Linked DNA regions of Zea mays: region 1 is linked to region 2. The links are chromatin contacts, called in public Hi-C maps. All regions are on one chromosome and are shown on one strand. The core of a region is the stretch at or near the end of the contact, and the rest is flanking DNA. Distances in the headings are between cores, read along the strand shown.

Region 1 (4,369 bases), core at 724-3,223, 140 kb before region 2:
TTCAGTATGATCAGTTGCAACATATTTTCCAAGCTTGAGCTCCCTGGCGGACAAATGCATATTATCCTTGCCTATGACATCACCCTTCAACTTAGGAGCAACCTTCTTTTGCTTTGTGTTCATATTTGGGAACCCCACTTCCTTTTTAGCACTCAAAGTCTTATTTTCCATCTTCCCACCTGCAGAGGCCCCTGCATTACCATGCACTCCAGCATTCATCTTGTCACTATCCGACCTCTTTACTTTTGTCTTTGCATCAATGGGATTGCTCAAAGGCGTCCTAAGATTACTTCTTTGAAAGCTTCCATCAAGTTTATTTTTCATCTTACCAACCATCACTTCTTGTGCTACCTGATTCGCTTTATGTGCTGGGAGTTTCCCCTTCATCTTCCCATCAGAAACACTCCTCGGCGTAGCTTTTGGAACAACATTTCGCTGGCCACCATCTTGTTTGGTACCGGCAAAATCATCTTGAACTTGGACCTTATTGTGAGCCTTGCTATGTCCTTCACCCACTATTCTCTTGCTTTCCAATTTCTTATTGGAGGCCTCTAGTGCTGAAGTTGGAGAAGCCAACTCTCCTAAAACCGAACTTGCCACCAAGGCATCATTATTGTTGACAGGGGTGGCTTCTGAAGGCAACCCCTCATTTCCACTGCCTGTGGTATTAACACCAGATCTCCCATGACCAGGAGCAAATGTGCTTATAGGTGAGACCTCCAAAACACCGCTGTCTGTGGTGGTAACAGCAGTCCTCCCACAGCCAGGTGGAAATCTACGTACGGCTGAGACTTCCCTCCTCTTGGGTGGAGGATTCAGAGAGGATACAAACCACCGTTTTGTTCTGCTTCCTGCAGTTCCATTTTCCTTTCTCTGTAACTCACCAGTGCCCGTTTTGTTTGCAATCTCTGAGACATCCCCATTAACAGCAACCTCCTGCCCCACATCACTGCTGCCACCACGTCCCTTCTCCTCAGCCACCAACAATCCACCCCCCTTGTCACCGTTCTGCAAATAACTAGCACCAACGGTGCTCGAACTACCCAGTACTGCTACCTGCACCACATTGTTCCCTTGCTGACCATCCAATGACAGCTTGCCTGCATCGCCCAGCAATTGTGCCTCTCCATTCTCCCGGATGACTACATTCTGCTGATCCTTCTCAGTCAGGGCATGTGGGAGGGCGCTGCTGTGCGCTGCAGGCAAAATAGCAGCGACAACTTCCACCTTATTTTCCTCTTGCTGAGGCGGGGCGCAGTTCTGACACGCAGGTGAAACGGCGGCGGGGTCAGCCACCTCCTCCACCTTATCAGCAGGCGGGGCGCCGCTCTCAGGCGCAGGTGAAACGGGGGCGGGGGCCTCCACCTTATCTGGGCATCCATTCTGAGCCGAAGGCGAAATGACGGCGGGGGCGGGCTTCTCATCGGCTCTGCCGACGACGATGGTGGAGGCGCCATCCACGCCCTTCACCTCAGGACCTGCCTCGGCCGCAGAGGCCGGCGCTGGCGGGGGCGAAGGGAACCGACCGCACCCGGGCGGCCAGCACCGCTTGGCGGAGACCCTCCCAGGTCTCAACCTGCGCGGCGGTAGCCATGCCGCGGCCTCGGCTGGCGGCGACGGCGGCTCCACACCGGCCCCCGGCATCCCAAAAACCTGCACAATCAAGATCGAATTAGGAGGTAGAGGACCGATTGTCAATCGAATCGACGCGGCACCTGACTCGTAAATAACCGCAACCAAACCCTAGAGCCCCCACCCCACCATCGACTCCGCATCCGGCAAACCTTATCTTCTCTTTTTGCGACAGCGCAACCAAGCAAGTACGAGGAGCGCGCAACGGTCTCACCTTGTTTTTCCCCCGATGCGTGCGGTACCGGCGCGAGATAACTCTGCCACGGCGAGTTTGCGCGGAGGAAGAGGAAGCCGCGGGGGAGGCGGCGAGCGGATCTCTCCCAATACGAGGTTGGAGAAGCGACCAACGGTGGTGACGCCGAGCTGAGGGGAGTTATTTGTGATTATAATCATTTCGTCGCGCGGCTTCGCCTCTTTGGTATCCCGCAGCACGTCATCGCCATATTGGTATTACTGTCGTACACCACTCGCTGGATTGGGTTCGTTTTCATACGGCTGACTAATTTACCCTTCCTTTTCACCCAGTCCGGTCGCAACGACGACGAGCCTCGTCGATCTCCAGCCATGGATGAAGACGTCGCGATAGCGCCTGAGCACGAGGAGCGCGCGCCCGGAGCTCCAGCGTCACCTCGGCCCGTGGCGACATCTCCAGGGCGGCCGTGACCAGGCTGAGTGCCGCCGCCGCCGCATCGTCGGTGTCCTGCGCGGCCGACGGGAGGTTGATGGTAACCGGAGAATGTCCGTGCCCTCTTGTTCAGAGCTCCACAGCACCACCGAAGCAACGAGAGGGGCAAAGCTTGGGGACGATGCGGCGGCGAATCGAGGAACCGTTGGGCAAGTTGAGCGAACCGTGGCTGTGGAAGGAAGCATCATCGTTGATGCCGACGGGTTAGGCGGGCGCGTACCGACGACTGTGCCATGCACTGCGCACGGAGATGCCGTGCTCAGCTTTCTCTTTCAACTTCCAAACGGTGCCGCTGAGTGAAGCTGCTCCACTGCAGCGGAAGAGAGATGAGCGCACTAGGATCTACTGAACAGCGTTGGGGAATTGCAGTAACACTTTGTGCAAGATAAAAGAGTTTTATTAATGCTCTGCTATAATAATAATATGCGTGCTACTAGACAACAGGCAATTCATCCTGTCATCCTTCAGATTTCCGTTTTACATATATACACCGTACATTAAGCTCATATGGACATTAGAACAGGCCTGATTGGTATGTAATTCTACTACACGGATTCCACCCCACAAACGACGAACGATGCCCTCTGTTCTGTACGCATCGTCACCGTGCTCTCTAGCTCCCTGGCGTGAACTTCATGCAGATGGGCGGCTTGACCTTGGCCAGCGCGAGCAGCGACGACGGGAACGTCCAGATCCCGTCGCCGCAGATGAGCCCCGAGGCGACGGCCGGCACCAGCAGCGCGGCCTTCTTGCCGTCGAGCCTGTGCCACGCGAACACCACGAGGCTCCCCACGCACATGTCGACGGCGAAGCTGGCGCCCACGAGGAACGGCACGGCCATGGCCATGGGCAGCGGCACGAGCCGCGCGAGCCGGCGCGGCAGCAGGTCCCGCGCCAGGTTCGCCAGCACCGCGAACGCGAAGAACCCCGCGCACAGCTGCATGCAGTGCCTGGGCAGCGCCGAGAAGCCCTCCACGCCGAGGATGGCCATGTTGCGGTAGATGAGCGCGTAGGTAGATGAACGCGTAGGGGGAAAAGGAAGGGTAAATTAGTCAGCAGTATGAAAACGAACCCAATCCAGCGAGTGGTGTACGACAGCAATACCAATCTGGCGATGACGGGCTGCGGGATACCAAAGAGGCGAAGCCGCCCGACGAAATGATTATAATCACAAATAACTCGGCTGAGGGAGGGGTTAGGATTTCATAAAACGACGGTGGCTCGTTGGCTTGTTCCATTAATGATCAGCTCGGCTAGAGATCGGTTTACTTGAATTTTTTCATGATATGAGCTGACATATTAGCTCGGTTCATTAATTACTCAGCTTGGTTCGTTAACGAGCCAGCTCGCAAGCTAAACAAGCTATCGCATTCTAGCAAAACGAAACTATATGCACATTATTTACTGAATAATCGATGAACATGTTATATGTATGTGAGGTGTCTATGTCCCATGAATTAAAATAATAATTAATGAACTATGTCTATGTGTTAAATTAGTCTATGCAAATATAATTATGGGTTAAACTGATGAACATGTATATGTATGTGAATTGTGAATTGATGAGTGATGAATTATGCTAATTTGGTGTTACATTGACGTGGTTTGTGAAACTATGGTTTAAAATTAACTAAAAATTAATTATTATGCACATATTATTTTTTTCTGCTCTAGCTTGCGAGGTAAACGAGCCAGATCGAGCTCGTAAACAAGCTGAGCCGAGCTGACTCTTTTACTCGTTAGCTTAACGAGACAGCTCGAACTCGGATGAGCCCTGGCTCATTATCGAGCCCTAGGAGGGGTGATATTTTTCTATTATAGAAAGCCGTAGGGTTTGCATAAGAGCATCCAGTTCCCTTGGGAAAAAATGGTCCCTGTTGTTAAATATATATGTGGAAGAAAAACAATTCTAGCCTTCAACGGTTCTAATTTTTAGGTTATTAAATATTTGTAAATTATATTTCTTGGGGCGAAGGCGAACACGCCACCCTTCGCTCGATGACATCTACCTCGCGCTCTGCATGGACGAAGGTCGCTCCTGCAGGCTCTGCT
Region 2 (3,746 bases), core at 452-2,951:
ATTCTTAAATAAGATTATAGAATCTAATGTGATCCAATCTAGTGGTCTACTCAAACATATTAGTGATACTGGTAGAAGAGATTAGACCCTACTAACCAAGTGTTAACTAAACTTAGCACATTAGACCAACTCAACCATGAACATAAGATCTAACTCAACCAGTAGAGTCATGATGAATTGCATAGTCTGACTATCCCCACCTAACATCAAATGAGATTTTAATCTACATCATGCAGTCTATGTGACCCATATCTATCTCATCTTGACAAAATTCTATCCTACCTTTGGATATTCACCTTATACGACTAGTTACACCAATCTGGACATAAAACAAAGATTAAGCCCTGCTAAAGAATCTTCAGATCATAACCAGCTACTAGCCTATTCATTCTGCTTACCAAATACTTTTCATTGCAAAACTATCCTACCATATGCTTCTAACTCTCGATGGTCAATACCAGGAAGGGAAGATTATCAGGCAACAACAAACAGAAATGAATCCTCCACCAGTTGGAATCAATCAAGTGGTTGCCGCCCAAATGATGGTAATACAACAAATGGCAAACATAGTTACCGAAATGCAAAATCAGATAAGACAAGAACGCCAGGAAATACGTCAGGACCGGCTAGAGATACGTCAAGAAATAAGGCAAGCACGGTTGGAAAGACAACAACAACAACCATTACTTCCACCACCACCGACAGCTCCACCAATCTACATAAATATATATATATATATTACTATTTGTTAGACCTAAATGTTACTCTAGTTGTAGTTGATATGATACTATTTTAGGAGGAATAATAAGGTCTAAGTGACTATGTGTTGCTAATAAATTATGTATCATGCTGAGAATTTGTTTGTGCATATGTTTTGAGATAACATGGTTATACATCATGTTCTTACAAATCTCGAGGACGAGATTTCTGTTAAGGGGGTAGGATTTGTAAGGTCCAGAATTTGTACAAGAAAATAATAATAATAATAATAATAATAATAAATATATATATATTTATTGCTTCATAATTGATTTTGAGTATGTATTAAAAATTTGAATTCTTAAACTTTATCTTGGATTTGAAATTGAAATTTGTAAATAAAAAAAGTGAAAAGAAAATAGAAAATGAGAAAGGAACTTTTAATGAAACCATTTATAAATACATAACGAGGAAAATAATAAATAATAATATTGGAAACAAGGAAGGTTATAATCCCATTAGTATCAACTTTGGCACTTGAGAATTTGGAAAATCAAAACATTAATTTGACTCGTTTTGGACATTTTGAATTTGAAAATGTGAGAGAGATATCACATAATATAAAATAAATCTATAAATGAATAACTTTGTCACATTTGGGTGTGATCAAATAAAACATTTAGTCTAAGTACAAATGTGCCACCAGAACTGAATTTAAATTGGAGATTAAATTTGAATTTAGCAAAAGGAATAAATAGAAAGGAAAAAGAAAGGATAAAAGAAAAAGAATACCTAATTGGGCTGACCGCCACCCTTCTAGGCCCATCCGTTTTTCTCCCTTGCGTGCAACCCACCTCAGCACTGCGCCGACCGTCTGGGCCCAATGCCCAGTCCCGCCCCCCCCCCCCCCCCCCCCCCCCCCCCCCCCCCCCCACCCACGCGCGTACGACTGACCGGTCGCTTACAGGGCGGGCCCGCTTGCCATTTGCTCAGCCTCGCACTCGTCTGTACCATTTCCTCTGCCATGTGGGCCCCGCTCTGCAGGGGAGTCGTCTTCACTGACTCCACACCGGCCATACCGCAACGAACTTCGTGCATGCCGGCGCCGCTTCTCTGGGGCAGTTGACCTCAACCCTCCCCTTCTCCTAATCCGCCCGATAAAAGCCCCAGTCGCTCCTCATCCCTATTGCGCTAACCAAAGAACCATAAACACCGGAGTTAGGAGCGGCCGTAGCCGGGAGCGAGTGAGGAAGATCCGCCGTCGTCGACCTGTGTCTCGGGCGGCACTCCATCGTCAGTGAGTGGCTTGTGAGATTCGCCTCGATACGAAGTTCGTGGCCGGGCAGGATTGAAGCCGGGAGAGTAACCAGCATCCAGCGAATTTCTCACCGGAACTGCAGCACCGCCACAAATCTGCCTAACCACGCGGACCGAGGCTCTCACGCCATCATCTCTGGTGAGAAACCCCTCAACCGCCTCGCCTTGTTCCTATCTTCGCGTAGCATGTTCTGGGGGAGGGGATTACCTTCTGGGACGCTGGATTGACTCGGCGCCGACGATGGCGCCGCCGTGCGGTGTGTTAGCGCCGCCAGTCAGGTTGGCGGGGGTAGCAGACAAGTTGTTTGCCGTCGATCATGAGATCTGCGGCTCGGATTCGATTAGGGGTAACGTTTCAGCCGAAAACCTCGTAGCCATTGATCTATGGATGGACGCTCAGGAATCGATACAGTATAGTGGAATCTGGGCCGTGGATTGCGTATCCTGGGTCAGGATCACGTACCGTTCCGTTAAACCTGGATCTAATCTTGCACGTCCAATTTGGATCGTGTGGTTCAGACGCGCCCGTACCCCTTCGCCGCGCGCTTTTGCTAAAGAAACCCTAGAGAATCAGCTAATAAACCTGTAGTCCACCTCTGAGTTGTTCTGAGTCTAGGGAAGTTTATACATTAGTCCCTGTGCTTTCCTGTTATTGAGGCGCAGTCCAGAGATTTATAAAACCCAGTAAAAGTAATTAGATAATGATTTTTAATATGAAAAAAATGCTAGAACTTGTTTAATTCATATAAAATTCATATGAAGTCCAAATCAATCCATTCCAATTTCTATAATTTTGTAATATTATTGTTTATCAATTAGTGCCACTTTTTCAACGTGAAAGCCACAATAAAATTGATCTCCTAATTAATCTTGTATCAAATACATAAAACCTTTGGAAATTCAAAACTTCCCCACTTTAACTCCGAATTGGACCGTTCAAGTTGCCTTAGTCTTGTATAAACATTTACTATGCAATAACAACATTTATTATACCATGTCTCATTCTTTTATAATTAGATCGTTATTTAACTTATATTGGTTAGTCTTGTTAATTTGCTTATCAATGTAATAGAAGATGATCTATGATCAATTTATAATTTAGATTAAAGTTGAATTAGTTACTACTTTAGGTTACCTTTTCTCTAGAATTATAAAATAAATATAGAACCTAGTGTTAATCATTTAATCACCTCATAACTTGATGACCACGACTCAGATCTTAGTAGTTCTCGATCCCACGATCTCATAGTGACGCATAGATTGTTACTATGCAGTTTACTCTTATGTTTGGTGTGATGTTAATTTTGTCTATACCATGTTTGTTTGTATTGCTACGACTAGCGCGAGGTCACGAGGATCTGAAGAATCATCCTGGTATCTGGACTCTCAAGTGCCAGGCAAGTTGTGTCCTTGATCACTTCCTTTTTACCCAGTCATGTTCTTATTAATCATAATGATCTGCATAGGTTAATTTGATGGGATTCAATAGGTTACCCTAGTTTTGGCTATCTTTATACCTTGTTTTATCCCTGAATTTTTGGGTAGTATATGTTATTGCTTTATGTGGTTTTGGGTATAGAGATATACATTACTTATGTTCACACTTCTATTATCTGTTTATTATTTACTGTTCATGATAAGATCATTATGTTAATGGGAACATGGAGAACTACCCGGGAAAACAGTGCCACCGCAAGGGTGGTATGGGACGCCCTTGGCTGACTAATTAG

What was found. Hi-C and Micro-C count contacts between places; a contact is called where the count stands out from the background.
Region 1: a contact with region 2 is called in a Hi-C map of bundle sheath, with 2.4 times the contacts expected there. The contact joins the promoter of LOC100278047 here to the enhancer-like site in region 2. A contact is called at or near these places in 3 of 25 Hi-C or Micro-C datasets (bundle sheath, endosperm and leaf).

What each region holds. Positions count from the first base shown.
Region 1 is chr7:102,658,704-102,663,072 of Zm-B73-REFERENCE-NAM-5.0, reverse strand. It overlaps LOC100278047, which reads right to left and starts at 1,973. Exons shown (of 2, transcript NM_001320338.1): 1 at 1,847-1,973; 2 at 1-1,653. The coding sequence starts at 1,644. It overlaps LOC103634050 (probable metal-nicotianamine transporter YSL16), which reads right to left and starts at 3,341. Exons shown (of 1, transcript XM_008655676.2): 1 at 2,074-3,341. The coding sequence starts at 3,341. The coding sequence ends at 2,931.
Region 2 is chr7:102,516,901-102,520,646 of Zm-B73-REFERENCE-NAM-5.0, reverse strand. No RefSeq gene overlaps it. Among protein-coding and RNA genes, the nearest start is that of LOC103632640, 22 kb to the right of the region's middle. Within about 2 kb of position 1,701, at least 18 of the 20 cell types and tissues checked have an H3K27ac peak or open chromatin away from gene starts, as enhancers often do. A contact at or near this core is called in bundle sheath, endosperm and leaf, where this site is marked.